Regions from separate parts of the Rattus norvegicus genome. Here region 2 is linked to region 1. Evidence: chromatin contacts called from public Hi-C data. All regions are on one chromosome and are shown on one strand. The core of a region is the stretch at or near the end of the contact, and the rest is flanking DNA. Distances in the headings are between cores, read along the strand shown. Region 1 has its middle 45 kb from the start of Sertad2. Region 2 has its middle 56 kb from the start of Aftph.

Region 1 (2,629 bases), core at 95-2,594:
ATGCTGGGAAGTGGTGGTGGATGCCTTTAGTCCCAGTATTCGTGAGATCCGAGGCTAGCCTGGTCTACAGAGTAAGTTACAGGACAGCCAGGGTTACACAGAGAAACCCCGTCTTGAAAAAAACCAAACCACCGGGGCTCTCGTGTACTTGCCTCCGCCTCTTGACTACCTGAAACCACAGACGTGTGTGCAGCAAGCAGTTTCTGTACTTTTCTTAAAGCTGCATTTCCGAGTCACTTCCACATTAGTACTGAAGGAGTGGCCTTACTCTTCAGGCCTACGAAAGAAACCATAATGGGATGCACCGTGATACAGAACATTTGCATTGCTTCTAGTTGGCTCCTAGGATAAAAACACTGCAACTGACATGAGTTCACATGCGCTCGGCTGAGGAAATCTGTAGTGGGATTGCTACTCCATGCATACGTACTTTTTTAAAAGCTAAATTTTTTTTTTGTCGTGTATGAGTGTTTGGTGTTCATGTATGTATGTGCATGGCCAGCGTCTAAGGAAACCAGAGAGGGTGTCAGATTGAATTGGAGTTGTAAATGGTTGTGGGCTGTTGGGGATTTAGCTCAGCGGTAGAGCGCCCTGGGTTCGGTCCCCAGCTCCGGAAGAAAAAAAAAATGGTTGTGGGCTGCCATGTGGGGTGCTGGAAACTGAGAAGCCAAGTCTTGGTCAGGCTTCCTCTTTAGATTGATGGGGAAAACGGCAGAATTATGAGAAGTGAATTACAACCTTAAAAATTCAGTTTTAGTTACTGCAAACTTCAATGTGACTAGGTAGGAATTATTTATAACCACTTATAATTACAGGAATAGTGAACATGCAAAAGTATAAAATCAGTATCTAAAAGCCACAATTAAAAAAAAAATTCCCTTCGTTTGAAATATGTAACAGTGTCCCTTCTCCCAAATGTATGTTACGTTTAGAATCCTTAGATTTTAGCAGATTCGGAAAACCAGCTAGAACCATCTTTCCCCCAAAATTCAGCCAGTTTAGGGCTTGCTTGACCCGATTAAATTCTTAGAGAATATTTCATGAACTTGCGAGAGACGGATCGACTTCACTAGAAATGTTTTGAACACATGTAAAAATAAAATCGTGTAGGTTTAAAGCTTTAGAAGATTAGGGATTCCCTGCGTCAGAGAAACCATTAGACCCGCAGAGTTACTATTTGGAACTAGAAGAACGGGTAGCACAGAATTCCTACTGCGGAAGGTTGGAATCTTTGGTCCTTGATGAGAATTTTCATGTACGACGAGGAAGCCAGGGCAGGCTAGGTTTGCAGTTGGAGGGGTGGCTATAAATAGAAGGTGATGTGTTCTAATGCCAGGAGGATGCGTCACAGGGTCCCTCCTGCAGCTCATGATCCTAGGGAAGCCACGGAGTAGCAAGCTCTGCTCCTCTCAAGTCGGCAAGGGGCTCCAGCTGAAGGGGGAGCGAGCAGGAGGAGTGTGGGCTGCGTGGGGCATGGGCGGGAGGGAGAGATGAGAGCTTCAGGGGGCGCTGGCTGCAGAGGACCGGGGCAGGAGTGACGCGGGCTGCAATGGTTGTCGCTAGAAGGGGTGCCAACTGCAGGGGGCGTGGGCAGGAGGCCGGCGGACTGCAAGGGGCGTGGGCTGGCTGGGCGTGAGCTGCAGGGGGCGTGGGCAGGAGGGGCGCGGGCTTCAGAGCCAGAGTCTGAAAGGGCAAAAGGGGCTCGGACCCCGCAGACAGAGCCTCATCAGAGTCACAAGCGAAGCACAGGCAGCCCCACCCGATCCCACTCAGCGAGGCAGAGAAGGAAGAACAATAACCCAAAAGATCTGGAGCCGCAAAGGACGCGAACGTCTGGGTCCCTGGCTCGCCCAAGTCTCTACGGAACAGTTGGGACCTGTGAAACGTACAGTCTCTCAGCTCTGTGCGAAAGAATTCCCTCTGTCCTCCACAGTGCGTTACACAGTCTTGTGTGTGTTTGTGGAGTCGTTGTTGGAATTTCCACTGGAATTTTTGAAAATGGCCTGTTCTGGGATTCCCCCACCCAGGCGCCTCTCTACACTCTGCCTGCCTATTTCTGCAACTTAGTCTCTCTTCCTGACCCCATTCTGCCAGCCTGTCTGTCTGTCTCTCTCTGTCTCTGTCTCTGTCTGTCTGTCTGTCTGTCTGTCTGTCTGTCTCTCTCTCTCTCTCTCTCTCTCTCTCTCTCTCTCTCACACACACACACACACACACACACACACACACACACACACGGTCTGGGTCTGTGGCTTTGCACCGTGTTACACCATTTTTCCCTCCCTCCACCCTGAGGATCTTTCTCCACTCTCAGTGATGCCTTTAGCGTCCCCCTTGCCCTTTTTTTATTTTTATCTCTTCACTTACCCAATTCCTTACATTTTTTCTGTTACAGCTAGCCACATCGGCATTGCCTTTTCTTTCCTCTGTCCTAAATCCTGAAGAACTCAAGGACTCTTGGAAACAACCAAAGATTTTATAGCATTTTGCCCCTGCAAAGGATGCTGAATTCCATTTGCAAGGGTTATACCCAGGTCCTGCCCTCGCCGACAGGGAAGTCACAGCCAGCTAAACTGTCTGGTGTATTTGCTTATAATAAAAAGTGGGTGTGCAAGAAAATCAAAGGGTGGGG
Region 2 (2,629 bases), core at 89-2,588, 150 kb before region 1:
CTGGCTGCTCCTCCAGAGGTCCCGAGTTCAATCCCCAGCAACCACATGGTGGCTCACAACCATCTGTAATGGGATCTGATGTCCTCTTCTGGTGTGCATGAAGACAGCATACTCATATACATAAATAAATTTTTTAAATCCCCATGATTCATTAGAACATATCTTCAGAATGTTGAGAAAGAATTTATAGGAGTACCCCCTCCAAGAAAACGTTTGCACAAAACTCCTTAAAGGTAATTTGGGAGGTAGGTAGAGAGATGGTACAATGGTTAAGGACACGTGTGGCACTTGAAGAGAACCAGGGTTTGGTTTCCAGCAGCTACACGGTGGCTCACAAATGTCTGAAACTCCAGTTCCAGGGATCCAACGCCCTGTTCTGACCTGTACCAGGGCCAAGCACACGTGAGTTGCTCATGCATACATGCAGACAGAATAACCACACCTGTGAAAACGTGTGAGTCTAAGACAAAGGTAATTTTAGAATGTTATATTTTAGACATTTGCCAGAAAAAAAGTTGCATATTTGCTAGAGGACAGGCTGCCAGCCAGTGGCACCCTGCAGTGTCCACTTGACAGCCTCTTCGTTGCTGGGTAAGTATGGCCTACAGTGACAGATGCTTCAAGTCTCTGGTATTTCATGCATAGAAGAAAATGGGCTGCTGGACAGCACTATCTGCCCCCCTCCCTGCCAGCCACTATGTCCGAAAGTTCAGCTCTGCCTGTTTACGACTGATCACAGCTGCTCGAGCTGACTATGTCAGTCTCAGAGTGGAGGATGGGGAGTTACGGGACCCTCAACTGAGTACCCAGCCACTTGTGTGCAACTTGGTCCTAACCACACATGGCCTTGGGGCTGTAGTCTGAGGAGGATGAGGTGAATTGGGCTCCATCTATGCAGCCATGGGGAAGATATCATCCATACTGGGTGGAGACGTTGCAGTGCGGCCTTTTTGGGATCATTTGTGCTCCTGTGATTGGCCCCTCCTCCAATGCCCTATAAATATCCCTAATAAACTCATTAAGTGTTTGGAAGGCAAGGGGGAGAACTGGTGCAATCAAACTGCTTTGTCATTGGGACCTTATAAGGAGGGAGGTATATGTTACATGGTCTCCCCACCCACGATGAAAATTTTCATGACAGGAATGTGATGGCCGTTTTAATTGTCAACTTGGCTGCATCTAGATTCTTGGAACTTCCATTCATAAACAGCCATTGTTGGATTAGCTCAATTGAAGTCTTTAAGTCATTCTAGTAAATCCCCTTTATGTAGAGATTCATTCTCTTATGTTCTACTATTCTAGAACCCTAATACAAAGGGCTATAGAGTCAAAACAGCTCTCAGTCAAGCGTGTTTCACACTCACAGTGTCCTGAATTTGACCTCAAGTACGTATGCTTGTAGATCCCACAAGCAAAGGAAAAGAAAACTGAGGAAGAAGTAACTTTAGAGTCTGTTAGGGCTGAAAGATGAGCTGCTCAGTGCTCCCCTAAACCTCTCCCAGGAACACCCCCCCCCCAGAGGCATCAGAGCTGGGACACATGCAGCCGGGGGTTGTCCTGCCTAGGCTAATACTGGGGCTGAATGGTTACAGGAAATTCTCTGTTGCTGCAGAATATTAAGGGCCAAGAAGGAGTTGAAGCTCATAGCCGAGGAAATTGAAGCATAAATAAGGAAACTGACGTGTGCAACATCCATATCCTGAGGCAAGAGCACATCTGTATCCAGAGGCAGGACCTATGCCCGGCTTTGTTGCTAGCACTGTCTCGCCATAACCTATGGTTTCAAGCTGTCCCCTAGTGTTGGATAACCCTAATCCTCCCCCCACGCACACCCCCAACCTCTGTCTGAAGGTCACTGTCACAGTCTTCTTTCCATGCTGTCTTCTTCTGTATACAGCGTTCTTATCTGAATCCCATCCTATTGGCTGAGTGCCTCTTAACTGTTCCCCAGGCTGGACCAGGTGTCACCTCACCACTGACATGGGCTTCATGCTTATTCTATTTCAAACGTCTAACATAGCCTACAATTCTATCCCCAGTGGTGACAAATCTGCCTCTTTACCGCATGCAGAACAACACCCCCCGCCCCAACTGCCTTGGAGTCAGACTGTCATCTACTTCTATTGATGAGTTTCTAAAACCTGAAAGCAGGTTTTACATTTATCCTTCCCAACCTCACTGTGTCCACTTTAGACATTGCTTCAGATGTCCATGTCCCCAAAGTGTCTTTGTACCCACCCTATGCAGTCTCTCCCTCCTTCCTCCACCTTGTTCTCTATTGACTGATGAACAAACTTTGTGTCCAGATCACCAAATCGAACATTGACCAATAGGAACCCCCACAAATGCCTGCACAGAGCACCAGGCAAGCTCCTGGTGCTGTAGCTTCTCAACAGAAAGTCACCATGTTCCTTCATCTTGACCACAGATCGCAATGAGCAAAGCCCTGCCGAATCCAGTTACAGGACTCGTGACACCACATGGGCCAGCATAATAATTCACCTGCACCAGGAGGTGATAAGTCCAGGACAAAAGGGTCTGCACAGGTGTGGTGCACAGCTGTGATCCCATAATTCAGGAAGTTGGGGCAGGAGGGTCAGAAGTTTAAAGATGGTTTGGACTATAGAGA

Evidence for each region. Hi-C and Micro-C count contacts between places; a contact is called where the count stands out from the background.
Region 2: a Hi-C map of Schwann cells shows a contact between it and region 1, with 3 times the contacts expected there. The contact joins two enhancer-like sites. A contact is called at or near these places in 2 of 12 Hi-C or Micro-C datasets (Schwann cells and mammary epithelial cells).

Annotation. Positions count from the first base shown.
Region 1 is chr14:98,923,681-98,926,309 of GRCr8, reverse strand. No RefSeq gene overlaps it. Among named protein-coding and RNA genes, the nearest start is that of Sertad2, 45 kb to the left of the region's middle. Within about 2 kb of position 1,344, at least 47 of the 93 cell types and tissues checked have an H3K27ac peak or open chromatin away from gene starts, as enhancers often do. A contact at or near this core is called in Schwann cells, where this site is marked.
Region 2 is chr14:99,069,505-99,072,133 of GRCr8, reverse strand. No RefSeq gene overlaps it. Among named protein-coding and RNA genes, the nearest start is that of Aftph, 56 kb to the left of the region's middle. Within about 2 kb of position 1,338, at least 2 of the 93 cell types and tissues checked have an H3K27ac peak or open chromatin away from gene starts, as enhancers often do. A contact at or near this core is called in Schwann cells, where this site is marked.